Regions from separate parts of the Mus musculus genome. Here regions 1, 3 and 4 are each linked to region 2. A link is a contact called in public HiChIP or PLAC-seq and promoter capture Hi-C data. All regions are on one chromosome and are shown on one strand. The core of a region is the stretch at or near the end of the contact, and the rest is flanking DNA. Distances in the headings are between cores, read along the strand shown. Region 1 overlaps Gab2 (growth factor receptor bound protein 2-associated protein 2). Region 2 holds the start of Nars2 (asparaginyl-tRNA synthetase 2 (mitochondrial)(putative)). Region 3 overlaps Gab2 (growth factor receptor bound protein 2-associated protein 2). Region 4 overlaps Gab2 (growth factor receptor bound protein 2-associated protein 2).

Region 1 (2,920 bases), core at 8-2,507, 320 kb after region 2:
AGAAATAGTGCTTTATTATCTTATAATAATAATACAAGAGACTGGTATAATTCTGAAAACCCTCTGAAGTGCAAAGAGAATTGGTAAGAAATACTGTGGAAAAAGTGAACAAGAAGATAGTTTTCAAAAGAGACAGAGCTCTGTAAGACATCTGAAGGAGAACAGGAAGCCATTGTTAAGTGTACAATGGCAGACTGGCATGAATGTTGAGAAGCCAGGGAAATCAGAGAGTGACTAGGTTTCTGCCTTTGACAACTGATGGGAAAGGTATTGATGCGCTTCCCTGAGACAGAAAGTGTTGGACAAAGGAGCTGGCTTAGATTCTGAGCTTAACTAGCTGATGGGATATAAAGGAAGAGGCCAGCAGGTAAGGGGTGATGTACAGTAGAAAGCTCTGGAAGGACTGAGCTAGAGATTGAAGTTTTAGAGTTATCATCATTTGAGTGGCATTTAAAGCTTAAGCTTAATAATAGGCAATATGCCTCCAGAGAAAGGCTTTATGGCCAGAGGGAAGTTATAGGAAAGTCTAAAACTAGAGTCTGAGGAATTAAGAGATAGGCAAAGCAAGAAGGAGCCAGAAAGTCAACTGAGAGTATAGAACCTCATCAAAGGGTTTCTTTTTACACCTCCCCTGTGTCTTCTCAGACAGAGCTTATGTTCCTCCCCTGGTGCCATGACTACTCCGTCCTTAGTATAAACCCTCTTTCATCCACCACTGGAGAGTTCATTTTGCAAATCTAATGGAATAATAAGTGCATTGATTCTGTTAACAAACATCCAGGTCACTATGAGACCTGTTATAGGAATTCATTTTGAAGATCAATACAGCTATCATGGAACAGTTTCTCCCTAGAGACTCATTGACTTTCTCTCTTCTGTCCTTTCCAGTGCTAGGAGTGACTAGAGTGTAATTAGTACTGTACATCATGAATAAGCTGGTAATCCTGCCTCGGGCCATGTGGATAGTACAGCCTGAAATAGGTCAGAAAACAGTAGCTAAAGAACCTTATCTCTTCTGATAGGATTTGAATGACTCTAGAAAGCCATCATCTCCCAAAATATTCCTCCCTACCTAGCATATTATCTGAACTTATATCTTTATACCTTTATTTCTTGAGAATATAAGTTTCATGGTTGGAATTTTAAAATGTCAAATGTTTTATTTATGTAATCATGGACTAAGAACCCCCTATGTGGGACTATATTAGGTACATGCTAGGACTGTGTAGTAATAATCTCACTGACACGGTTCTCAGAAACCAAGTGCAAGGAAGCAGAATGACCATAGGTATAAACAAAGCATAAGCTGAAACCTGTCAGCTCCAAGAAAGAAAAAAAAGCATTCAGAAAGGTATTTGTGGGAATGTAATATCTGCATAGGATCTTGAAATCTTCATATGAGCTTGCTAGAAGTAGAGAAGGAATCCAGTTTGTAGGAACAGCATAAGGAGAAAGAATCAAAGAATTACTCCCAACCCCCAAATAGGCAGCTATGCTCAGGGGCTGATGATGCTTCCATCTGCTTTGCTTATGTGTGGAGAGAAAGCAGGAAGTAGGTCAGACTAAGGAAATGTGGACTAAGCTTAGAGAGCCAGCCAAATGAATAATGCTTTGGGCTGGGGTGTAGTACTCTAAACCTTTATCTGTCCTTAAATACCTCACTTCCTTTCTAATACAACAGAGGAGAGTTTGAGATAAGAAGAAAAAAAGAAAGGCCAGTGGAAAGAGAACAAAGCTGCCCTAGAAGATATGGAAGAGTACCAGGATGACCAAGGGTCTAGTCTGAAGGGACAGCTCTGCTTTTGTTTGTGTTTTTATCATTATTGCACAAAGGCATAGTTTTGGACCTTAATCAGTGAGTCTTTAGTAAGCAGTGTCTCATTTAGTGGAGCCAGAAGCTTTGAGGGAGGTAATAACTGCAGGAACCTGCCATACCCTAAATGGCTTCTTAGTCCTGGAAACCTTGACTGTGGTGACAAGAGAACAAAGAAAGGACAGCCAGCCAAGCATGATGGTGTACAACTGTAATCCCAGGATTAAAGTTCAGGAGGCAGAGGCAGGCAGATCTCTGAGTTAGACTAACTTGTCTACATATGAATTCCAGGCCACCAAGAAACAACATACAGACATATAGAAAAGCTAGAATCTTGGACTGTGCTTTCTGTTGAACACCTGCAAACCAGAAACCCAGCTCTGTTTGTTATGTATAACACAGGAGAAGACCTTACCTAGTCTGAGTAGGAGGGCTCTGTAGGGAAAAAGACTTAGTTTGCAGACATTCAGGAAGGGGAAGTTGAGGTTTCTAGTTTTTGTATATACACAGTGCTCACGTATTCTTAAACACTGTTACCTAGACCAGAGGAAGGTCTTGCCATGCCTCTGAGCCTCACTCAAGGAAGGCTCATGAGTCAGAGTCACTGAGGTTCTTGACAAGGCCATGGGCATGTCAACAGTATACATTCACTCCAATCTTCATCTGCTCCCAACAGGAGCCACCTACAGGAAGGAAGCATGGTGCTCACCCATCCAGAGTCTAGTCTTGTCACTCTAAGGGTCACTCTGGGATTGGATAGGCAAACCCCCTGGGTAGAGCAGATCAGGTCTAGGTTATGATAACCTGGCCTTCAGACTTCTCCTAAGCTTTTCAGAGGTGTAACTCATCTCCCATTCAGCCAAGATGGCCACAATGCCCAACCTGCCTCCCTGGGAAGACAGAGGTAATGAGTGTCTGAGGGAAAGAATGTGGCAGCCATATTACTGTCTCTTATCCAAATACTTTTTTTCTCTCTCTGACAACTGTCTTTAAGACAAGGACACTTTCCCTACTTTATTTCACTCACAAAGCCCTTTCTTCTTTTCACAGACTCCCTGAGGAACCTTTCTTCAGCCAGTCATGGTCCCCGCTCTTCTCCAGCTGAGT
Region 2 (2,887 bases), core at 285-2,784:
TTCTAAGCAAGAGTGACTGTGATGATGGAGTTAAGACGTGAGGAGTTCTTGGCAGGGAACAGCCACTCTGTGACACTCTACCTATCATTATGGCTGGCACGGTACAACATTCACGTTAGAAATGTCATTCCTGCTGCTATCGGGAAGGCGATGAATCTAAAGGCAGACGTGTGGATCCAAACACTGAAAGCAAATCAGAAGATAGAATTTAACACAGTAAAGGATAAACGGGAGCAGTTGGGTCTGAGCACAAAGCTTGCAGGCAGTGATCAGCTTTCACTACACACTTTAGATTACCCACTGCTAATTTCCCATTTTACCCACTGGGGTCCCTTTCCCTTGAGTTACTGAACAATGGTTCTCTGCTTAGTTTCCTAATTAACCCTTTGCCTTAAGTAGAGGAAGATAGTCTCCCTGAGACTTAGCAGAGCAAAGAGGAGGAAGAAAGATGAGACAGAAGAATTAACCTGAAGAGAAATTGAGCTTGCTGGTTGCTGGTTTCACTTTTTTTTTTGGGGGGGGTATCGAATATACTTTTATACTTTAAGATATAAGCTATCTCTACATATTTGGAAGGCTACAAGTTTTTGATTTTTCCTTTCTCAAGGTTCCAGAAGTGCCCCAAAGTATTTTTATTGGAGATATTTTCAAGTCTGTCCAGAGAAGAGTTTTACAATTCTTTCAGGCCATTTTCCTTCCCAGCAGATTTTCCTGTCCTCCTCTTACAGGAAAATTTCTGACATTCTCATCTGGAAAAATTCTAACCTTCCTCAAACTCAGCCTAATTATCTCTTTCTCTGGGTCGCCACTCCACTTACCACACACATATCTATGTGTGCTCTTGCTGGGTATAATGTGATGGTTTCTCTCGGTTTCTGTCTCACTGTCTCTTTGTCTGTCTCTGTGTCTCTATCTCTCCCTCTCTGTCTCTGTTCCCCAACCAACATCTTTTCATCATAAGCTCCTTGATGAACAGGACTATGTATGGTGTCTCATCGTGGCAACTTAATTAGTCCTTATTTTGACCTTTTCTTGTTTAACTAGATAAAAGCATTATCATGTGTCTCACTGAGTTACGAAAAAATATTTTTGTGTAAACTTAAAATGTAGCTGAATATATGCAAAGGCCATTTTTTTCTTTTCAAACAAATGCAAGTAAGAGAAAAGATTTGCCCATTCTGGCAGGCAAAGCTCCTTTTTAAGCAACGAATTGTTTGGCTACCACCCAACAGTGACTTCAGCAGGTACTACGTCTGGAGACTGACTTCCCAGAGCTCAGAACTCCTCTCCACCCCTAAGACTCTGCACAGACACTTGCCTTCTGCATCTGTCAATACTGCCCACAAGTATTCCTCAGTCTCCCTAGAGATGACCCAACAGTAGCTATTTCTGAGAAACCTGAGACAGCCCTTGCGCCTTAGCCCCGCCCACCTCAGCTCCTGCACCGCCCCTACCGGTGCGGCGCCTCACGAGCTCCCGGACACAATCACGCATGCTCAGACTCCACCCAGCGTGATGACGGAAGAGCGAGCACGGGGTGACGTAGCTCAGTTGCAACGTGCTTTAAGTCTGGGTCTGCACTCCGGTCCCATGTACGGTGTGACACTGACCGCTGTGTTCCGTGTAGTCGAACCTTCTGTGCTTTCGGGAGCGGGACGCGGAGGTGGGGTCCCGTGGGAACTGCTCGGGGCGCGGAGGGAAGAGCGACAGGAGCGCATGACGGCAGGACTGCGCGGCTGAAAAAGGCTGCTCTCGGGGACTGTGAGCCGGGACGTAGCCCGGCATCCCGTGGAACCCTGTCCGGTCTCGCCATGCTCGGGGCCCGGCGCCTGCTCGGCGCGCTGCGCCTCTGTTCCTCCGTTTCCTGCCCCAGGCCCCGCGCGTCTGCCAAAATGCGCGTGCGGGACGCCCTCAGGGTCCAGGACGCGAGAGGGGAGTGCGTAACGGTGCAGGTGGGTGTGTGGAAAGACTGCTGCCTGAGCTTGCTTGACTTGAGCTGTCTCCAGAGTCTACACTTCTGGGACCGCACTGTTATTTTTGCAAATCGTTCTGACGATCACAAGTGCAGCAGCTGAGTTTTCATGACACCTAGGGGTTTCTTGTAAACACTTTAATCATGCGGAAAAGTTGAAATGAACACTCCCTTATTTATTTATTTATTTATTTAGTTTTATAGTAATAACTTGGGATGCTTTGCCCTAGTTCCTTGAGAACAGAAATTCTGTCTTTCCTTTTTTCCTGTTCACCTGGCTGGCAGGAAATAGTGGTTCCAGGTGTGTCCAGCCTTTTGACATTGCAACATGAGGTCTCCACCTACCAAGTTCATACTTGAGTTACCGCCTCTACCCTCCAGTTAAAAAGTCTCAAAGTTTACGAGTCCGTGTTGGGCTGCATTCATAGCTATCCTCAGTTGCTCACTGCGGCTCATTGTACACAAGTTGGACACAGGAGAATCCATACCTTTTCAATTTCAGTCACTCAGGCTCCTGAGATTTCCATGTATTTAAACTAGGAGAAAGAGCAGAATGTTGTAGTTTGACAAGCTAAGGGCTGCAGTTGCCTTGGCTTAATTCGCTTGCCCTACTATGTAGCTTGTTACTTATAGGCATGTCACGACAGTGCCTCAGGCCCCAGTTTCTCTTATGAAAATGGAGATAATAGTCTATATTTTGGAGAGTTCTGAAAATTAAACGGGTTAATGAAGACAGGCTATTTAGAACAGAGGCCTCTCAGTCAGTGTTAGATGCTGTTATTTGTGACAGCTTTGAATAAATTCCTAAAAGCACAGAAAGAGTAAGACTGGTGCTTGGCTGTTTCCTCTTGAATTACTGAAATAAACTAATAGGTCTTACCCATATTCCTGATATCTGGCACTATGACCAAGCTG
Region 3 (2,898 bases), core at 157-2,656, 300 kb after region 2:
CCCACTTGTGATTGCTTTCTTCTCCCTCCCAAGTGGGACTGAGGTATCCTCACTTGGACACTTCAACTTGTTGACCTTTTTGAGTTCTGTGGACTGAGTTTCGGGTATTCTGTACTTATCCACTTCTTAGTGAGTGCATACCATGCATGTCCTTTTGGGTCTGAGTTACCTCGCTCAGGATATTTTCTAGTTCCATCCATTTGCCTGCAAAACTCAGGATGTCCTCATTCTTAATAGCTGAGTAGTATTCCATTGTGTAAATGAACCACATTTTCTGTATCCATTCTTCTGTCATGAGACATCTAGGTTGTTTCCAGCTTCTGGTATCACAATTAAGGCTGCTATGAACATAAATGCAATCTTAAATCTTAATACCTGAAAGGGAAGAAGAAGATTACAAGTTGAACAAGACCTAAATGTTTTTCTCCCATGCTTTTCTGTAGAGGCTTGAACACAGTGTGAAAATACTGGCTGTGGTAGATACCGCAAAACATGGACCTCTAGGCCAGTATTAAATTAAGAAAAATTTAATCAGTTAACAACAAAATTTTAAAAATGAGGAAAATATAGTTGGTTTTATAAAACTAAGTGTGACCCAATTTTAGAAATTAATTTTATTCACTAGAACCTCTCTGTATATGTAAAATGACAATCCTACTAAATGATACTTTTCTCAGTTAACACCATTAAAAATGGCAGTCTCATTTTTGTTTTTTTTTGGGTTTTTTTTGGTTTTGGTTTTGGTTTTGGTTTTGGTTTTGGTTTTTTTGAGACAGGGTTTCTCTGTATAACTCTGGCTGTCCTGGAACTCACTTTGTAGAGCAGGCTGGCCTCGAACTCAGAAATCCGCCTGCCTCTGCCTCCCAAGTGCTGGGATTAAAAGCATGAACCACCATGCCCGGGGGCAGCCTCATTTTTAAATGACCATTTCTAAAAGTACACAGATGAAAACCAGAGGCTATGATTTAATACAAGACTAGAATAGGAGCATTTGGAATTCATGATTTGGAGGTACTGCTATGTGTCAAGCCCCTCTGGTCTCCATTTCTGCTTCTACAAACATGCCCCAGACCTCTGAACTCCACCATCAAATTCAGCATATGCACATATCACTCTAGCATGATATCTATGCTATGGGGGATCCTTCACCCCTTTGGTAAGTTCTGGCCCTGTTCCTCTGTTCTAGTTAGGATCAACCCTGGGATTTTGGCCTCATTTTCTTTGCCCTGTTAACCTTTTTGCAGTCTTCAATCTCACCTCAAATGGACCTGTCCAGTTTTTAATTTGGTTCTTCTCATAGATCAGAGTCTTTCCAGACATTAAGTCATTGCCCAAGGCCTCACTGCCCACTGGGAGGTGTCTGGGTTTCCAGTGGTCTGTCCACCTGAATTTCTGAAGAAAATCTGCTTCTGCTTCTGCTTCTGCTTCTGCTTCCCCTGGACACGTTTCCTCTTCCTCTTGGACTCTGCAGCCACAGTTTTAAGCGATGCCTCAGTTTCTGTTCTGTTTACTCAGTCAGCCTATACCATGGAGGCTTTTTTGTTGTCTCAGCCAAACTTCCTTTGTAACCCTTATCTTTGTTTGGGTTTGAGACATATACCTGAGGCTGGTCTGCCTCTGACTTTCAAGTGCTGGGATTGTAGTCCACACTTCGCTTGGACTCTTCGTGGTTGCTCTGCCTCCTTGTTAGCAAGATTACATACTATTAATTGAACAATGTCTGACTCTGTGCCAAATTATGTCTGACAGTTGCTGTTTCTTTTAATTAGGTTAATATCAAATGTGAAATTTAATTGTTTTTAATTACATATCTGAATTTAGCTTCAATATCAAGCCCCATCTGGCCACTAATTGAAATAGATATTCTGCTACAGTTTACTTAAGTTATTTAGTTGTAGTGTTTGACTATAACTTTGAAAGTTGTCGTATAATCTATTTTGTTTTAAAATTCTAACTCATTTCCAAATGTTGTTTTGAGAAATCTATTGTTGGAATAGGAAAGGAGCATCAAAAAATTCTAACTTTAGGACTGGAGAGATGGTTCAGCAGTCAAGAACATTGGCTGTTCATCCAGAGGACCTGGGTTCAATTCCCAGTACCCACATAATAGGTCAAAATTCTGTAAATTCAGTCCCAGGGGATCTGACTCCCTCTTTGGACCTCTACAGGCACTAGGCATGCATTTGGTCCATATACAAAAATACAGACAAACTATTCACATGTATTCTTTTTAAAAGAAATTCTAACTTTATTCATAGGAGTTAGACCAAAATAACTGAAATTCTACATATTGAAACATTGCTACAAAAATTTAATTGAGAAAAGTAAAAAAAAAAAAAAAAAACTTTTTTTATTTAATATGTGTACCATCTCCTCCCCGCTTTTCTGAATGCCTACAATGACCACAATTCTCCATGGTTGTAAATCTCATTATCCAGAACAACCAGCCAAGATAAAGGGAATAAATAGAATAGACTAGAAGACTTCTGGAATAGGAGATCTTGAAAGGTCCTTAGAGAGTACTTAGTTCTGAACTCTTCAAATAACAGCACATCCAGAGGTCAAGGCAGAGGAGCAGTTCTGTTGAAGGTTGTACTGCTGGCTAGCAAAGGTAGAATGAAAACTCACTTAGTCAACAATTAGGAATGCTTGATGGTGACAGCATCTTACATTTTAAGATATTCATATATAAACTAGATGTGGTGCCACAGGGAGATCCCAGTTTTAGGCCAGCCTGAGATACATAGGAGAACTCTGTCCCAAAAACAAAAGGCACTGCATGTATACAAACATGTATTCATTAGTGTAGAAGGCTGATTGATTTCTTATGGTTCTGAATAGCAAAGCTGTGATGCTGTTATACGCTAGGCAGATACTCTATCTCTGGGAATACACCCC
Region 4 (2,963 bases), core at 272-2,771, 260 kb after region 2:
CAGGAATGTGCTCTCTCCATGCTTCTACTGGGTATAATGGGACAGAAGTCTGGCCTAATGTACTTCACACTGAAATAAATTAGGATATAATTGTATTAAGAAGTCAGATTAAATCTTCTACCTGTAGTTACTTGGGAGTCTGGGGGATGAGAGTAGATTTAGAGTTGGTAATGGTGATTTTTTTTTTTAAAGAAAGCAAGGGGAGTTTTAAAAATAAAGTACTTGTTTGTGTTCTACCTAATAGAGTTGGAGTATTGATAATGTAGTAGACTCAGGTTTTAATAACCCTCCCTTGACAGGAATCTCCTGGCTTATTGGCAGTTTTTGGTTTTACCTTCATCAGAAAGAGGGAAGTTAAAAGGACACACCCATTTCTAGAAGTTATGCAAAACTCTTTTCCAAGAAATGCCTTGCCCCTTCTACAGCTTTAGCCACAGAATCTGGAGAAAGATGATTGGAGGCACTGAGAAAATTTTAGTCATCAGAGAAGAATTCTGTTATCTGTTGTACCTAAGCCATGACAGAAGATTGTGGAGTTTTAGAAATACTTTCAACTGCCAAAGAAGAAAGTAATAGAAGGTACTGCCTAGCTTGGCTATTTAGAAGAACACATCTCTCACTTCTAAGAATCTAAGTAATCTAGTTAAATAAGATATCATGATATCAGGTTGCCTTAGTGAACACCATGTGAGGCTCCCTAGGTTGGAAGAGACTTTGGTCTCTCACCCATTTGTTACACTCATCCTCCTACAGCACCCTCTACCTTTTCTTCATAGCCTTTCTACCTTATCCTAATCCCTGATTTAGCAAACAGCTGAACCACACACTTTGGGAACAGTTTGGTGAATTCAAGCTAGATGTTTGCTTATAAATTGTAATGTTCATGCTACTATAGATTTGATAGTTGTAAGAAAGACTATATGCCCTAAAATGTTTACTGTCAGCCCTTTACAGGAAACTTTAATGATAAGTATTGTACCCTAGGCTGTCTCTTTTTCAGAATTTTTAGTATTAAAGATTCTCTAATTTTCATAGAGCATCTAAGAAAATCCTTAGTAATTCAAGAAGAATCGTTTTATTTAGTATAATACTTAAGGCAGAACAAAAGAGTCTAGAATTTTAGAAGTACTTTCAGTTTTCAGGGCTGAAGCTAAAAGGATCTTCAGAAAGTTCCTTTTTCCTTAAAAGACAATTTACCTATAAGAACTAGCCTAGTTCAACTTGATTATGTAGACTAACCTAAAACAAACCAGGTTCTTGTCCCATATGTAAAGCAGCCTTTATGTTTAGAACCCATATTCATGACCCCAGGGAATCTCCCTGGAGACTGATATGGTAGAATTTTATAAGCTCTTCACCACCAACAAAATACTTATAATGTGATTTAGTCATCGTAAGTCTCAGTGGAGGCTTATTTTATTTTTCTGGTTGCCAAAGAGCAATAGAAGGAAGTCATGACCTTGTTCTGTGCGCACTTACAGACCTAACCTAAAGGACAGACAGGATCACATGAGATGTACTCTGCTCAACGGCAGGAGTGATGCAACTTCCAGGTCATATGTTCCCACATTCGTGTCTCTGTGGTCTGGGTAATTGTGAAATGGTTTGTTTTCTAACTAGATTTGGGTACAAAAGGAAAACAGTCACTTCTGTTTCATCAGAGCAAATGGTAATCTCTACTTGATTCTAGACATAAATTTGACTTTGTTTTGACTTTTTAGACAGTATACTCTTACGTTAGGAACTTCTTTATGTCCCATTATAAGTAAGTAAGATGTACTGTCTCTTCCTCTCTGACTTGATTATTACTATTCTATTTATTTATTTTATGTATTTTGATGAGTTTTGACTTTGATGTTTTGTTTTTGAGGCAAGATCTCACTCTGGTACACAAACTAATGATTCTGCTGCCACATTATTCTCCTTTAGATTGCCATTTTCTCTGACCATAGAAAGCTATAGCAACAGCTTCCTAAATAGTTTTTGTTGTTGTTGTTGTTGTTGTTGTTATTCGCTAGTTCACCTTCCTCATTGCTAGATGAGCACTAGTTAACATTTTAACAAATAGCCACAGAGCACTAGTTAACATTTCTCTACTGCTATGCACTTTGCAGCAACTCCCATTACCAATAAAGATACAGCTTCTAAGGGTGGTTCTGAAGGCCTCACAGGACCCCTAAGTTCTTCCTTTCCTCCTTTCCACATCCAACTTACCAAATTTCCAAACCTCTCTTGTCTTTTTTCCAATGCCCAGGCCTGGTTCATACCATGTGACCTTTTTAAAGCAAAGCCTTTTTCCTTTCTTTATAGCTTTCCTTGTAATAGTCATTTTACTCATTTCTCTCTCCTTTTTCTCTCCCCATTTTCCTCCTTTCTCTCCCTCTCTCCTCTTTGTTTCTCCCTCTCTGTTCCTGTTTCAGTGATATGCTAAGAAACTGTGGCTCTTTTTATGATACATCTAAAGCTCTGCTTCATCGTTTAGGGCTATATATTAATGTCTTATCTTCCTGCAACTTTATAAATATTTTAAGTTGTTTAAAAGGAATGTTTCCATCATGCCTCTCTTCTTTAAACCACATAGCATAGAGCATGGTTCATCGTTGTTTCCACTGAATACTTTTTTAAAAACTTGATTTCTTTTTCAGAGCTGAGGACTGAACCCAGGGCCTTGTACCTGCTAGGCAAGCGTTCTACATTAAGCTAAATCCCCAACCCCCAAAACTTAATTTTTCATAAGACAAAAATTTCCACCTATTTACCCTTTTTTATTTGTAAGGGTAAATCTATGTATGTGTGAATGCACATGTGCACAAAAGTACCCAAATGGGCCAGGAGAAAGTGTCAAGTCCATCCCTGGAGCTGATGAGCCTCTTGATGTACACACTGGAGCAGCAGCCAGCACTCTTAACTGCTGAGCCATCTAGTTCTTTATTTATCTTTTAACTATTTTATAGCTTGGACAT

Evidence for each region. Promoter capture Hi-C pulls out the DNA fragments that hold promoters and counts their contacts. HiChIP or PLAC-seq counts read pairs in DNA pulled down with a chosen protein or histone mark.
Region 1: a promoter capture Hi-C map of the HPC-7 cell line shows a contact between it and region 2, with 4 times the contacts expected there. The contact joins the enhancer-like site here to the promoter of Nars2 in region 2. A contact is called at or near these places in 21 of 39 promoter capture datasets (the 3T3-L1 cell line, 3T3-L1-derived adipocytes, the C10 cell line and 15 more), 2 of 484 Hi-C or Micro-C datasets (bone marrow-derived macrophages and large pre-B cells), 3 of 115 datasets of contacts at active chromatin or transcription factors (bone marrow-derived macrophages, extraembryonic endoderm stem cells and large pre-B cells) and 2 of 9 other capture datasets (adipose tissue and pancreatic islet).
Region 3: an H3K4me3 HiChIP or PLAC-seq map of bone marrow-derived macrophages shows a contact between it and region 2, with 7 times the contacts expected there. The contact joins the enhancer-like site here to the promoter of Nars2 in region 2. A contact is called at or near these places in 11 of 39 promoter capture datasets (the 3T3-L1 cell line, 3T3-L1-derived adipocytes, the C10 cell line and 6 more), 1 of 484 Hi-C or Micro-C datasets (bone marrow-derived macrophages), 4 of 115 datasets of contacts at active chromatin or transcription factors (acute myeloid leukemia, bone marrow-derived macrophages and microglia) and 3 of 9 other capture datasets (adipose tissue, liver and macrophages).
Region 4: a contact with region 2 is called in a promoter capture Hi-C map of hematopoietic stem and progenitor cells. The contact joins the enhancer-like site here to the promoter of Nars2 in region 2. A contact is called at or near these places in 9 of 39 promoter capture datasets (the 3T3-L1 cell line, 3T3-L1-derived adipocytes, the C10 cell line and 7 more), 3 of 484 Hi-C or Micro-C datasets (bone marrow-derived macrophages, cortical neurons and macrophages), 2 of 115 datasets of contacts at active chromatin or transcription factors (both in bone marrow-derived macrophages) and 2 of 9 other capture datasets (adipose tissue and macrophages).

The regions. Positions count from the first base shown.
Region 1 is chr7:97,268,939-97,271,858 of GRCm38.p6, forward strand. Gab2 (growth factor receptor bound protein 2-associated protein 2) reads left to right here. Exons shown (of 10, transcript NM_010248.2): 3 at 2,864-2,920. Among named protein-coding and RNA genes, the nearest start is that of Usp35, 62 kb to the right of the region's middle. Within about 2 kb of position 1,258, at least 50 of the 459 cell types and tissues checked have an H3K27ac peak or open chromatin away from gene starts, as enhancers often do. A contact at or near this core is called in the HPC-7 cell line, adipose tissue, bone marrow-derived macrophages and 2 more, where this site is marked.
Region 2 is chr7:96,949,993-96,952,879 of GRCm38.p6, forward strand. Nars2 (asparaginyl-tRNA synthetase 2 (mitochondrial)(putative)) reads left to right here and starts at 1,535. Exons shown (of 14, transcript NM_153591.4): 1 at 1,535-1,952. The coding sequence starts at 1,812.
Region 3 is chr7:97,250,390-97,253,287 of GRCm38.p6, forward strand. The region is part of intron 2 of Gab2 (growth factor receptor bound protein 2-associated protein 2); the gene reads left to right. Among named protein-coding and RNA genes, the nearest start is that of Usp35, 80 kb to the right of the region's middle. Within about 2 kb of position 1,407, at least 37 of the 459 cell types and tissues checked have an H3K27ac peak or open chromatin away from gene starts, as enhancers often do. A contact at or near this core is called in bone marrow-derived macrophages and microglia, where this site is marked.
Region 4 is chr7:97,209,785-97,212,747 of GRCm38.p6, forward strand. All of the region lies in intron 1 of Gab2 (growth factor receptor bound protein 2-associated protein 2), which reads left to right. Among named protein-coding and RNA genes, the nearest start is that of Usp35, 120 kb to the right of the region's middle. Within about 2 kb of position 1,522, at least 105 of the 459 cell types and tissues checked have an H3K27ac peak or open chromatin away from gene starts, as enhancers often do. A contact at or near this core is called in the HPC-7 cell line, adipose tissue, bone marrow-derived macrophages and 2 more, where this site is marked.